Linked DNA regions of Pan troglodytes: region 2 is linked to region 1. The links are chromatin contacts, called in public Hi-C maps. All regions are on one chromosome and are shown on one strand. The core of a region is the stretch at or near the end of the contact, and the rest is flanking DNA. Distances in the headings are between cores, read along the strand shown. Region 1 holds the start of EPHB1 (EPH receptor B1). Region 2 overlaps LOC107970778 (a long non-coding RNA gene).

Region 1 (7,416 bases), core at 2,449-4,948:
AACAAGCAGCCCTAAACTGACACTATTCTTGCCTGAGCCATCAGCATGTTCTAGAAGTCATCAATGAGTTAATGTTCCCTACACCACCCAACCAAATCCTCTCCTTGAATTCCTCTTACTCTTCCCCACCCTCCTTCTTTTCCTGCTGAAGAACAGTTCCTTCAAAAAAAAAAAAAAAAACCTGATATAGATGCCCAGTAAAAAAGATAAAAAAGCTACTGGAGCAGAGGTGAGGTCTGAAGCCCCAATTCCTTGGCCACTTTCATGAGCATCCCCTGAGGAGGCCTCAGGGCAGTTGTAAGCTCTTGGACCAAGAACAGCAGCTTCCAAGCCTCATCATGCAGCAGAGTCAATTGGGGAGGGGAGGATATGAAATCACATTCATGGGCTGTATTAGTCTGTTCTTATGCTGCTAATACAGATATACCTGGGACTGGGTAATTTATAAACGAAAGAGGTTTAATTGACTCACAGTTCCACATGGCTGGGGAGGCCTCACAATCATGACGGAAAGCAAAGGGGAAGCAAGACACATCTCACATGGCAGCAAGCAAGAGAGAGCGTGTGTGTGTGTGCAGGGGGGACCTCCCCTTTATCAAACCATCAGATCTCATGAGACTTATTCACTATCACAAGAATAGCATGGGAACCCCCCACCCCACCCCGTGATTCAATTACCTTCCACCAGGTCCCGCTTACGACACTGGGAATTATGGAAGCTACAATTCAAGATGAGATTTGTGTGTGGACACAGCCAAACCATATCACGGGCCTACCTCATCCCTACTGACAGGCCTAGGGATCAGTATTTTTAGAAGGCCTAGTTGGTGATGTTGCTGTATTTATCCTGGCACAAGTTCAAAGTCCCTAGCTGGGTTCTACTTGAAATCCCTGTACTTGGTGGGCTCCAAGCGCACTCCCAGGTGTGACATTCTGCAGTTAGTTGGATAATGGTCATTTATACCTTCAGCCATGTCTGACAGAGCCATTCAGTACCCACAGAAATATAACATGAGGGTATCAGGAAGAGGGACAGAAGAAAAGGCTTCCTGGGAGAGGTGGGATTTGGGTAGGAATAGAGGTCAGGAAATTCAATTCAACTCATTTTAGTTGTGCAAGTAAACATCCAGTACAGTGCTTGTGGCGGAAGGTGCTCAGTAAACAGAAGGTCTTCCCAGCATGTCTAACTAGCCGCTGTCACTCTCTTGCTGCTTCCTGCTTTGTGATTCTTCAGAGCTCTCCTCAGCACCTGACATGCCACTGCCTATTTGCTTATTATTGCCACCCTTCCAGCACATGGTAAGACCCCTCAGAGAAGGGCTGTCTACTGTGTTCCCACAGCTAGAACAGGGCCTGCCTGAATACGTGGGTGAGCACATGACTGGCCTGGGTGTGGTTGTGGAGATGGCAAGAGGATACCCTAGGCCCAGAGAAAGACCAGCAGGGCCTGGGCTGAGAAGGCAGGTTTCAGAGAGCTTACAAAGCAGTCTGAATGTCATGCTAGAGTGGTCAGTCTCTCTTCAGCAGACAGTGAGGAGCCACTAGGTTGCTATGCAGGGAAGAGATAATATCAAGGTTGGCTTGAGAAGGATGAGTTTGGCAGCAGAGTTTGGAGGGATTAAGGGGAGGGAGGGAAGCTGGACTGTCATTCAGAGACTCTCCAGTTGTCCAGGGGAAGGTAGTATGGGTTTACACTGGGTCAGATGCATAGGCATAGGACAAGGGCATAAGGAGGAGGACATGGCAGAGCGGGGGCTTTGCCAGACATGCCTACCAAGTGACTGTGATATAGTGAAAGGGGGAGGGAAGAGTGTGAAACTCACCCATCCATCCATCCACCTGTCCATCCATGAGGGGATGGCTGGGGGTAAAAAAGCAAGTGAAGCTGCCAAGGAGTTGCCCATGTACCCCAGGAGGACGAACTCCAAGGATGGAATTTGGGGGATACCTCTCTTGAAAGCTGAAGAGGTAACAGAGGGAACAGTAAGAAGTGGCAAGACGGGTAGGAGGAGAAGCAGGACCATGGAAACTGGGGCCAGAGCCCCAAAAGATCTACTGGACACCAATGTCAGCAGGTGCTGACAGTGCAGGAGGATGACAGCTAACTAGGAGCAGGTTGTTGCCCAGGGTGACATCAGGTGGCTCCAGGGACATCACGACACAGCTGGTGGTGTGGAGGCGTAGAGGGCAGCTAACATGGCATTAAGGTGGATGATGAGAAGGTGGAGGCTGATGACATCTTCCCTTCAGGCACAGAGGTGGGGTAGGAGGGAGGGGAGGGGAGGAGGAAGGCAGCCTGAGTCAGAGCCAGGGAAGGAAAGAATTGTCAGGATTGGGGGACTTGAGTCTGGCTGTGGTGGAGAGGAAGCAGTCCCAGCAAAGGAGAGACTAGACACGCAGAGGTGGGGGGTGTGGGGAACTGAAAAGCCCAGAAAGGAGAGTCATCCCAAAGGGAAATATCGCATCTGCCCACTGTTAGCTCATTAACAGACCAGGGGAAAGGATTGGTGCCTCCAAGGTGAGAGGCGTAGGAGGAGGGGTGGGGAACCTAACGGGTCATCCCTGACCCTGTAGGACCAGACTATCATCAGGTATGTAGGGGGGGCGGGAGAGGAGGGAAGGACACATCTCCAGCATAACATATAACAGCCTCAAGGTGAGTTTCTGATTTAGAACCCTTGACCATCTCCAGAAACAGGAAGATAAAGTGTAGCTGTGAGAGCTGAGCCTGGGAGAATTGCTCCTATCTCCAAGGCTGCATCCCCAGTTGCTGCCTAAGTCCTTCCCACCCACACTGAAGGCCTGGCCCACAGCAACAGTGCACCTCGCCTTGCACCGGCCTGGGAGAGCCCTCTTGCAGGCTCTTCTGTTTTATAGCTGACTGTGTGACTCCTGGTCTCCCCACGCTGAGCTGTCCTCTGGGGTCAGGGCCCTCTGTGGAAGTTCACAATGCACTGGGAAGTGAACACTAAAGGCAACCAGAGGCTTCTGCAGAAAAAGAGCTGGGAAACGTTGGACAGGAAGCAAGTCCGGTTCCCTGTGGACCCTGGAGCAAGTGCCCACAGGTTATCTGAACAGTATTCATTCTTTCGACGGACATGTACTATGCCTCCCACAGGCCAGGCACTGTTCTGTGAACTGTGGATTCTGTAGTGAACAAAATAGGCAAGAATCCGAAAATGGTGACCCCATTTTAATAAGGGGGAGACCCCACGATAAACAAAATCGATTAGTAAATACCAACCCATGCTAGAGAGTGAAGAGCTCTGGAGGAGAGGCACGGGTGCGCCCCTGGAGTTGCTCTAAACAGGGTAGGCAGGGTGCTCTTGTCACAGAGAAGATGAACGAAGGCTCATTTGATCATTTAAAGCGGATCCAGTCCTGGGTGGGATGTAAGGGCACGAGGCCTCCCCAGCTCCTTCGCTGGGCCCCCTATGTGGGGACAGGGTGAGTTGGGCGGGCCGCTGCGGTTCTCCGAGAGCACCACGAGGGGGAGCCCGGACCCCTCCTAGCGCCTTCCGAGCCCTCCCGCACAGCCTTGCAAGCAAAAGTTTTTCTTAAACTAACAATGCCAGTGTAAGGAGGTGCTCGCGCCTGATTGGCCGGGGGAATTTTGCAGGTTTGATTCCTTGATTGGACAGGAGGTGTTAGGGGTGGGGAGAGAGCTGATGGTGGGGGATCCCGCTCCCTCCCGCGTCAGTCTGGCCGGCTCCGTCCTCCCGTAGGCTCCGCTGTAGCTAGCAATGTGACACCAGGACGCACTCGCTCTCGCGCGCTCTCCCAGGCTCGTTCTCCCTCGCCCTCTCTCTCTCACACACGCACGCACACACCCACCTCTCCCATAAACACACACACACACATGCACACCCACACCCACGCGCGCCCGCACCGCCCCACGCGCACACACTCCTGCCCACGCCCACGCAGCGCTCCGGGAAGTCCGGTCCGGGCGAGAGCGCGAAAGGATACCGAGAAGCCACCCGCGGAGAGCGCAGCGGCGCCCTGGGACGCGGCGCTCTCCCGGCGCTGCTGCCTCGGCTTGGTCTCGGCCTGGGGGCCGCCGGCCGGCGATGGCCCTGGATTATCTGCTACTGCTCCTCCTGGCATCCGCAGTGGCTGCGATGGAAGGTAACGTACCCTCCACGGAGCAAGTTGGCTGCTGGTGCCGGCCGCCTCGGGACTGCTGTGCTCCGCGGTTCGCGGGGTTCCTCTGGCTGCTTTGCGGTGCAGGCATCCCGGGACCCGAGGGCGAGGAGGTTTGGGAGCCTCGGCCGCTGCCGAGCGCGGGGCTTGGGCGGCACCCACCAGAGCGCCCCCGGCTGGCTCTTAGCGCCCGAAACTGGCTCGCGAGTCCCCCGGCTTCCTCGCCCCGGCACTCCCTAGTAGCCTCGGTCTCCCGCAGCCCCCGCTCGGAGAGCTCGGAGCCCGCTGCATTGCGGTGCATGCTCCTTAGCTCTGGGGCAGAGCCAGAGCTGGGCGTTGGGGAGAAAGGGGTGCCTCTGGCCATCCGGCTCCTGGAGTACTGGCGCCCGTCTGCTCCCAGGCACGGATACGCTTCTGAGCAGCCGCGCGCCACCTCCTTTTCCCCAGCTCGCAGTCCACGGGCTAGTGGACTCTGCTTGGCGTGCAAGCACTGCGCGCGGGGGCCGGAGAAGCTCTGCCGTGGTATCCCGCAAGTGGCCGCCGAAGGAGAGGGGTGGAGTTCATTGGCCGTACCCTTGGGGACCAGTCTGGTGGTCCGGGCGCCTGTGGGACTGCACGTTTCCAGGGTCAGTCGGGGAGAGGTGGAAACCCTTTTCGCCTCTTGAGCCTTGGAACAGGAGTGGGCTGGGGTGAGTGGTCGGTCCTACCTAAAGTCTCCCAGCCTCTCCACCACCCCGGAGAGGATACTCGGCGGCCGGGAGTCGTCGGGCAGCGTCACTCTCTGCCAGCTCAGACTTGGCGGTGCCTCCGGCTTGGTGGCTGGGAAAGCGCGCTCCAAAGACACCGTGCCCGGCGCGGCGGGGAGCCTGGGCGCTCGGTAGCGCTCGCGAATCCCTGTGGGAAATCCCGGCCCAGCTCCCCGCCTCCCGCCCCTTCCCCCGCCCCTGTTCTTTGCAGCCTAGCAGCGGCCGCGGCAGCTTCCTGGGAACACAGCTCCGCGGGAGAGCGGAGTTGGAGTTGTCGGGAGAAAACCAACTCTAGGGGTGATGCGCTGCCGCAGTCCGGCTAGCAGCCCCACTTTCCGGTGTCCTGCTCCGGGTGGGACTCCTCTGGGGGACTCCAAGCCGGGGAGGAGCAGCTCTTGGCGACCGCGCAGCGTTCCCATCTGGGAGCTCGCTCCGCTTGTTACTCGTTCCTCGCGAAACTGTGACCGGTTGCCCAGTGGAAACTCCCCCAAACACGATGGTTTGGTGCCCCCCGCCATTCCGGAAAGCTCTGCCCTTCTGGAAGTGAAGCTGGAGGGGCATTCCGGGCCCTGAGGCGCGGCTAAGATTCCCTTCCCTTTTGGCGAAGACCACAGCATCCCACGTTTGTTCTGGTGGCGGCGTGGGGGTGCGGCGATTAATGCCTAGAAAGCTCTCGCTTGCTTTTCCGAAGGTGGCTTTTTGTCTGCCCTCAGTCTCCTGCTGCCCTCAGGGACTGCTGGGCTTTGTAGGGAGGGGAGCAAGGAGGGGTTTGCTTTTTGGAACGTGCAGGAGAAGACTGGAGCCGTGTGGAGTGCCGTCAACACCCTGGCGCAGGGATGCCTGGGTTTGACTTATTGAGAGACACGTGTGGGAGCAGTTGAAATTGGAAATTCAAGGGGATATATACCCCCAAACCGGGCAGGAAAGCCAGGGTGAGCGCATTTGCAAGGGCAATTCCAGACTGGACTTGCAGCATTGGGGTGGCGTCATGCAGGTCCGAGGCTCGGTCCGGCCCGCGGCTCTTTGCGCCCCCAGAGATTCAGTGGCCGGGTCTCAGAGGAGATGGGTGCCCACTTTGGGGAGCGTGCTCTCGGCATTGGGTTCCTGTGCATGCAAGCGAAGTAGTTTGGAGAGCAAACGTATGGAAACACAGCAGGCATGAGGACGTGGTCAGTTTCCTCCCTGCCCCTCTTCTTGCCTAGCCAGAGGTCCCTGTCTGCTTGCCGGAAGCTGCCCGCGGGTGCCATTGTGTCAGAGCCCAGCCAGGTAGGCAGGGCCCTGACGCCCAGGCCTTCCGGAGCCACTTACCCCCGGTGCGGTGGCTTCCCTTGCTGCAGCCTGGAAACTTTGCCAGTGGCCTGACAGGAAGGAGCCTGACTCTGTGGGCTGAAAATCTCTCCAGCAAGGGTTAAAAGAAACGCGACATTCAGCAGAATATTAAAGCAGCCCCCTGGTCCCTACTCAGTACGCAGGGATATTACACACCATTCACTCCCTCCTCTCCTAGAATGAACACAGGCAGGCTCATTTTCTACTCTCTACACACGGAGCCGCCTTCCCGACTGCCTGGCTGGGTTGGGGCCAGCGTTATTTGTCTCGTGATGAGTGAGGAATAGTGATCAGAAAGTGGATCAATGAGCTGCCTACGGAGAGCAGGTCCCTCCCAAACTCGGCTGTGGTCAGGGGGCGCCTCTCCCTGCTGATTTCAGACTCTCATGTGTCTGTCTGCTTTCCCCTGGGGTCTGCGGTGGAATTTCAGTGAGGCATTGCCATCCAGGGCAAATTGCTCTGAGGCCAGGCGGGCCCTCAGCCCAGGCCAGGGCAGGGACAAAGGGACAGTGACAATCATGGGCCAGGTAAGGAGATGTGGCCAGAGGAAGGCAGGGCCCTAAGACACCCCCTGCCTGGGTGGAAGGAGGGAGAACAGGGTCTGGTTGTTGGCCAGAGGGGCAGAGGAGGGGAGGGGAGGGGGCTCAAATTCTCGTAATCAGGCAGGAGGACTGTTGGCTTAGGGTGTAGGAAACCCAGACTGAAAAAAAGCTCCTCTTCCCTCCTTTCCCCCCACACTCCCGCATTTCCAGCCAGTTCTGCTGTGTGAGGAGAGAGATGCCACTACAAGGAAAAGATTTGCTGGGGCTAAGTCTGTCTTCAGAAGGGAGTAAGGCAGGCTGTGGTGGCAAGAATGCTGACATCCTCCTGCCTTCTGGACACAAAGCCAGGCCTCTTTGCTCAGCGTCCTGACAAACAACTGCCTCTTCAAGCCCACCGGTGCCTTTTCCCACCTGCTCTGAGAGCTTGTTGAGAATGGGCTGCTGGTGTCTGTGAAGCGAAGGCAGCTGCTTGCATTCTCTGAGCTGCCCCTTGTCTTGTGCCCTTTGGGATAGGATCTGGAAACCTGGGCTTCTCTGGAGGCTTTTCTACAGCAGCAGAGGACATCCACCTTCAGAGAGAGGCATCCCTGGACTAAGCACATTGGCCCTCCTGGGAGGCAGCAACCTGAAATTGCTAACTACTCGTAGCATTCTCC
Region 2 (7,416 bases), core at 1,439-3,938, 670 kb after region 1:
AGCTGGCAAGAGGAGAGTTTTAGAAGATGGAGTCAATCAAACTTGGGAAATTTTTAAAATTTCCATTTCTGAAATAAATCTCTCAAAGGCTGGCACCAATCATAATAACACCTAACACTTATTGAGCACCTACAACTTGCCAGGTGCTGCTCTAAGGATTTTAAATAAATTAGCTCATTGTATCTTGGCAAGAAAACTATATGCAAGGTTCTATTTTTATCCCCATTGCACAGATGGGGACACTGAGATCAAGAGATGCTGAAGAACTTGCTCAAAGTCAAACAGTGAAGAACTATTCAGGAGGGATTTCAAGTCTTAACGCCTATGCCATGCTTCCCAGCACTCAAAGGAGCAAGATCTAAAATAGACGGGCATATGACCTACAAATGATAGATAAATATTTATTTTAAATGGAAGTGAATACAGGAGTCTTAGTACAGAAAATGGCGCACGAATTTCAGCAGTCCCTGACTGTTGGAGGAAAAATGGTTCAGCTGCCCCAGTTCTGGGGTCCAGTTGGAAAGGGTAGGGAAGGAACAGAAAGAATTAAAAGGTTCTGAGCCAGCATAGGTAGAAATGTGATGTATTTGTAGAAGCAGGAGCTGTCAATACCTCTGAGCTCCACTGGACATTGTGCTGTGACCTCAGCAGGTCAGCTGCCTGACAAGGGAATTAAGCTGAGGCTGGGAAGGCCTGGGATGGATAACTGAGCAGACTGGGTGCCTGTGGACCCACACCTGGTCAAGTCAGAATGCCATTCAATGGGGTGCTGTGGCTGGGGTGGGAGTGGATGACTGCCAGGAAGAATGAAAATTTGAGGCAGGGACTCAGCCATAGGGACCCATCCACATGGCTGGGACTAGGAGGGTACAAGATACCATACCTGGTGCAACAAAATTACTGAAGACCGTGCCGGTGATTGAGTTCCTCAAGTGCCTCAGGATGGGACCTCAAATCTATACTTTTATCAGGTACCGCAAATAATTCTGGTCATCAGCCAGGCATGGAAACTATATAGCAGTAGAAAAATGAAGGTCTGAAAGTGTCACATTTTCCCGTTTGCCCGTCCCCAGCTTGCCTGCCTGGGCCATGCTTCCTCCATTAGCCTATACAGGCTGCCTCCCACTCCCTGGGTTCAGGGCTGTTAGTAATTGTTTAGCCCTGAACCCTGAATCCAGCAAGTTTTAAATTTAAAACTTCACTAGCTTTCTGCCACAGTTCTACAACCTGACATCCAGTCTTCCCCAGCTCTTAGAGCCTCATGACACAAGACTGAGCCCCACCTATTCCTGCTGCCTGCCCCTACCACCGCCTAGATGCTGCGAGCTGATACAGATGCGATGTCCTGCTGGCTCAAAGACAGAAAAGGAGGATTTCCTTTGCCTGTCATGTTGGCCTTGCCCCAGGTTGTACTAGTTCCCTATTGCAGTTCTAACAAATTCCCACAAACATCATGGCTTTGGAGGTCAGAAGTCTGAACCGGGTGGCACTGGATGAAAATCATGGTGTCAGCAGGGAGTTTTCCTTCAGCCTTTTCCAGCTTCTCAAGGCACCCGCATTCCTTGACTTGTGGCCCCGCATTGCTCTGGCCTCCACTTCTGTTGTCATATCAGCTCTCACTCTGGCCCTCCTTCCTCCCTCTTATCATGACCCTTGAGATTACATTCAGCCTACCCAGATAATCCAGGATAATCTCCCCATCTCAAGATCCCTAATTTAATCACAGCTGCAAAGTCCCTGTTGCCATGTAAGACAACATATGCGCAGATTCTGGAGATTAAGATGTGGATGTCTTTGGGGGAATATTATGTTGCCTACCACAAAGTTAATAACGCACATGCTCACTTTTGCTCCTGTGCTGGCAAGGGATGTAAAAGCAGGGAATGTGAGGACTGGGCACACAAACTCAGGCATTTGGAAGGTGGAGGAAAGGCCACATTGCCCAACAGTGAAGATGACCAGGCTGCTCCTGGACTGAGTGAGGTGAGTAGAGACAACAGCAGAGGACCCTAGTGTGTTTGGGGGTGGGTGTCACTGTGTGTGCACGTGTGTATACATGTGTTGGGGAAGGGATTATGTGAGGTACTGAAAGCAATGCTGAAAACACCCCTCACCCCCCAAGAGAGAACAAGAAGATGGTACCTGGCACCCTTCTTGTTTAAAATGGCATAATAAAAACATGCATCTCAGACTCCCAGACTTCATTGCTGAATTAATTTCTCCATGGAAGCCCAAGAATTCAGGAAATTCAGCCTTCCTCATTTCAGAAACAGAGGTCTGAAGAAAACAAATTGCTGTTTGTTGTCTCAGGCTTGACTGCTGTTAACTGCCTCTGAGAGGCTGGGCAGCGGTCGGCTGTCAGTCCCCCAGCAGCCTGACACAGGGCCTCTGAATTCACTGATGAGAATCGAAACGCTTGGAGCCTTTTGTAACAAGCTCTTCTGCTCCCTGTGTGAAAACATCCTTCCTTAACTCCTCCTCTTGAGCACACCGGGGTGGGAAAGCCCCTGCAGAGGCACTCTGGGCCTGGCTGCATCTGGCCGGCCCCCATAAATCACGCCTGCACAATAAAGATGCTCCATGGAGGCCATTAGAGGCCTGGGGAGCAACGGCGCAGGAATGGATGCCCAGCAAACAGGAGGGGAGCAGGAAGCCTCCCAGAGAAGGGAGCTGCCCTGTCAGCTCAGGAGGATCCCTGGGAAGGGGGACAGGGCCACCATGTGGCACAACTCCAAGAGGCACCACTGACATTGACAGGGCCCTGGAGGAGGAACGGGAGTGGTTTCTGCAAAGCCGACACAACACAGCTCTTCTTCCAGAGGTGTCCAGCCAGGCTCCGGAGCAGTCCGTGTGCCCAGACCACTCACTCTGGGAGGGGCGTCGCAGGCGTCTCTGGGTCCAGGAGGCTCTTGGTTAACCCCTGCACTTCTAGAGTAAGGATGAAGCCCCCTCCCAGGAATTTCAATAGTTCTTCAGATAAAACATCTGAATAATCCAGCTGAGGGCTCAAACTCATTTGAGAGCTTGCAAGATGGAGGGGTACATTTTTCATTCTCTTTTAAATGAAGTCAAATTTATATTTTATTTCTGAGGAGTTTTGTTTATTTTCCTAGCTATGACTTTAGATTTTTTTCCTCCATGTACCTCCTATTTTGCTATCAATTTTATTTCTTAAATATTCCTCCCCTGTCCTCTTCTTTTCCCTCCCTCATATTCCATAATTTCTTTTCAACTCCGGAAAATATCTCCTCTCCTGAGAGATTTCCTTTTCCTATTTCCAAACCATCCCCTAAATACATGTTTTAATAAGCTCCCAACACTGATCTCCTTACAAATCATTCTTTGCCAGTTTGCAATTGAACCAATGTCTTGGTTAAAATGAAAATTCCCCAGGGCACACAATAAATAATAAAAAAGAATAACATAATCGAGAGGGTTATTATTCTGAGCAGAAGAAAATAATGTGAAGCAGTTGGACTGTACTTTGTGAATCTTATGCTCAAAATGCAAACATGAGAGAAGGTGGTGGGCAGGAGCCTCGCTCCGCAAGCCCTCGCCCTTCTGGGAACTCTACACAGCAGCATATGTTGAGGGGACTGATCTTGGGAAATGAAACATCTTTTCTCACAAAGACCTGCCTTTTGCAAGATGTTGGGAGTTACTCTTGGAGAAGGAAGCCACCAATATAAAATAAGACTCATGCAACGTTAACAAATATTTAGCACCAGGCACTGCACCACACACTGGGACTATAAGGAGGACAGACACAGCATTGTGGCACTTGCCGGTCTCATGGGTGAGAATTAAGGGGAAGCAGACTTTCATGGTGACACAGGCATGATTTAGAGTTAGAGACACAGGATTTCAGCCCTGGCTCTGTCTATGAGACTTTGAACAAATTGCCTATCCTTTCCATGTCTCAGTTTCCTCATCTGTAAAATGGGCACAGTAAGACGATCTACTATTGTTGTGAGGATGAAATGAAATCATTCCTATGAACACCTGAGTGTAGTCCATGTCACAGAGTGGGGACTCACTAAATGATAAACCCAATGTAAGTATCAATAGTCTAAATAACTAAAAACTGAAGCCCTCTGGACCCCGAGGACAAGACTCAGGGACTTCAGGCAGGGTTAAAGTGACGGAACACAGGACAATACATAGGGTCCCAGATGCCTGGCTAGAGCAGGACCAAAGAACCCCCAACATGAAGTCTAACCCAGGGCTCCATCCCTCTAGGCTAAAAGGCTTTTCTGCAGCATTGCAGAAAAAAGCCTCCCTTCTCCGCCTGCTCCCTCCCTCTCTTTCTTCCAATGCTTTTGGATACCTTTAATGGACTTGCTTGTCCTCCATTTCCTCACAGGTTCTGCCATTCCAAATTGTCTTACTCCCATCTCTGTCATTCTTCATTGCCTACCTGGTCCCCAAGACATTTGAATTTGCAACCTTGGACAAGATTTCCTCCAGGGCCTTGCTATTCAACATGCGGTCCATGGACCAGCAGCACTCCAGACATACACCAGAGTTTGTTAAAAATGCAGAATACCTGGTCTCACTCCAGATGTGTTGAAGTGGAAGCTGCATTTTAATAGATTTATGTGCACATTAAAGTTTGAGACATTTGGGCCAGTCCAGGAGAGCTTCTCTGAGATCCTTCACAACCCAAGCCCATGTTTCCTCTGCTCCTCAGGGCACATCATGCATCTGCCCCATCCATGCCCCCTCCGAAATGGGATTATTCTGGGTACAGAGCATTGATGAGTTTCCACTGAAGTGTTAGAACACTTTCAGGAATTCTCCCTTATATGGATGTTCTTGCCTTAGCATGGTCTTCAGGAAGATCGCTTTTCAGATTTGGTGCCTCAAAGACGAGCAGTTAAGCTTCTACTGAAATCACAGGCTTGGTGCTCTCATGGAAAACTGGTGATGCTGGAGAGAAATGCAGACGTGGCAAATTTTAACGCTGCCGAAACATAATCAGCTTTTGCTTCTGCAGCAATTAGCATAATATTACCGATAATGTTTTACATGGCAATTTTGCTGTAAACATTTGTGCTAATTTGCCATGACCTAATTATTTTATGACATATAATTAGGAAGTATTTTTCAAGTCGAAATATTTTTGTTTTATGTTTCTATAATCCTTTTCCAGAAAAAAAATTTAAAAATCAGCACTCCCACAAGTGGAAACACACAATTCTCTCTTAGCTGTTGTTTGTGACACTTTATTTCACTAAATAGGAGGAATTCCCTAGTGCTGGCACACTGATGATCATGCATTTCCTTGTGACTAATTTGAATTGGGCGTCATTGAATCCGCCCGCTCCATTATTACACCAGGAGATTGTCGAATCTATGCTGTCAGCCTCCTCCCAACACCCACTCATTCCCAAACATACAAACACTCTCAATCTGGCAGGGGAGGTGGCTAATGCTTGCACTGAGAGAAAAAGGGTTGGGTATCATTTTTAATGAATGTGAAATCTTTGGCTAAGAGAAGAACATGAACATTGTATTATCCTCCCTTAGACAGATTGTTCCCAGTGTGCTCTTAACAGCCTCCTCCCAACCACAGGATGCTGAAGTGAACAGCCTCAACCATACCTTCCATCCTCACTCTCTCCCTAGTTAGAGGTCTGTAAGCTTTGTTGTGTGTATTCTCCTGGGGTGTTGTAGGTGAGGAGGAGGGTGATGCCTTTCTTCTGCCCGGGTCCCCATGAAGACAGTCCTGTCATCAATCTGGCCTGGCGGTTCCTGCTGTTACCCACTCCGGGGCAGGTCTGCTTAGCAGTGGGTAATGAGATCACAGACCTTCAATGGTCAGCAACACCATCTGACCCCATGCGCCAGGAATAGACTCAGGAAGACAGCCAGTCTGTGGAAGGTTGACTATGCCAACTAGGGTCACCTTTTGAGGCAGGTTGAGGCAAGCCAGAGAATACCCTGAAACTCACACCCCAATTTCACATGGAAGAGGCAAGGTCTCAAAAATCTGGGCCACAGAAGTGAGGGCTAGAGGCCAGAGACCAGGGAGGGTGAGGGCAGCCAATGCCGTGAAAGCAGAAAGCAGGAGGATGAGGTACATGAAAGCAGGAGGTGACCATGGCAGGCACTTCCAGGAAGAGGCACAGATATGTGTCTCCAGAGGAACTCCTCTAGGACAAACTTCACAACATGGGTTCATCCTATGCCCAAGTAGAGTGGAGAAGAGCCTAGACCTTGAAGCTGGAATGCCTCATTCCAAATCCTGGCTCCTCTACTTACTCAATGTGCAAACTGGGGCAAGTTCTAAACATCTATGTGCCTCCTTTATTGACTCTTCTGTAAAATGGGGATAACAGTAATATTAACTATCCTCCAGGGCCACTTTGAGGATTAAATTAATATTTATAAAGCCCTTAGAACAGACGTTATGTAAGTTTTTACGAAGTAAAATAAAATTTATTATTCTTATAGATTCCCACCAAGACAGGAACAGAACCTGCAAGGAACAGGCACCCACCAAACTCACAAAAGTGAGCAGCAACATATGTCAGATTCTTTAATGATTACTGAGCTAATAATGTTTAAAATTTGTTGCAATAACTAGTTTTTTATTGAACGGATGGAACATTTACAGAGCATATACTCTGAGTTAGGCCCTGGTCATGTCCTTGGGGAATACAAAGGTGAATAAACAGGAACTCACAGTGTAGCAGAAGTAGGCACACAAACCAATAGCTGCATATAAAAAGACAAAACTAATGTGCACAGAGAGATCACAAAAGAGGAAACAAGATTAGCTCAAAAATCTACAACAGGTTCCATGTTACTAGTTAACATTTTAAACTATAGATTTTTGCATACTTGAAAGTTTGTATCAACTTTATTAAGGAAAAATTGATGATCCATAAAAATTCACACATGTTAACTGCACAATACAATCAAATTTTAACAAATGTATATGGTCACTTAAGCACCATCACAATGACAATGTAGAACATTTGCATCACCTCACTTAAATCACTTTTAATAATGCTTTGTTGATACTGTGTTAAGTGAAAGAAGCAAAGTACAAAACCGCATGTAAGTTATAGTTATAAATGTGTGTGAGTATATGTGTGTGTGTGTAAATGGGCATGGGGGAAAACAGAAGGAAATAAAACAAATTGAATATAACAATTACAGCTGATTTATTATTTCTCTCTCTAGTTGCTAAGTCTCCAGTAACTTCCAGCTATCTGATGTTGTAGAGGTAAGAAACCATGTGACACACACACAAAAAATGTCACCTGAGCAAGGTCCAGAAGGATGTAGAGTTTTCTAGGTATGTGGCAAGAGGAGTGGGAGAAGGAAATGCCAGTTCGAATGAACAGTATGAATGAGCACAGTGGTGTGAAAGGGGACAGTGTTTTCAGGGAACCTGGTGATTCTGTG

What was found. Hi-C and Micro-C count contacts between places; a contact is called where the count stands out from the background.
Region 2: a contact with region 1 is called in a Hi-C map of induced pluripotent stem cells, with 1.6 times the contacts expected there. The contact joins the enhancer-like site here to the promoter of EPHB1 in region 1. A contact is called at or near these places in 1 of 7 Hi-C or Micro-C datasets (induced pluripotent stem cells) and 1 of 1 datasets of contacts at active chromatin or transcription factors (stem cell-derived excitatory neurons).

The regions. Positions count from the first base shown.
Region 1 is chr2:138,032,833-138,040,248 of NHGRI_mPanTro3-v2.0_pri, forward strand. It overlaps EPHB1 (EPH receptor B1), which reads left to right and starts at 3,699. Exons shown (of 16, transcript XM_001151617.7): 1 at 3,699-4,128. The coding sequence starts at 4,071.
Region 2 is chr2:138,700,508-138,707,923 of NHGRI_mPanTro3-v2.0_pri, forward strand. It overlaps LOC107970778 (a long non-coding RNA gene), which reads right to left. Exons shown (of 4, transcript XR_001713648.4): 4 at 4,578-4,929. Among named protein-coding and RNA genes, the nearest start is that of PPP2R3A, 500 kb to the right of the region's middle. Within about 2 kb of position 2,689, at least 2 of the 24 cell types and tissues checked have an H3K27ac peak or open chromatin away from gene starts, as enhancers often do. A contact at or near this core is called in induced pluripotent stem cells, where this site is marked.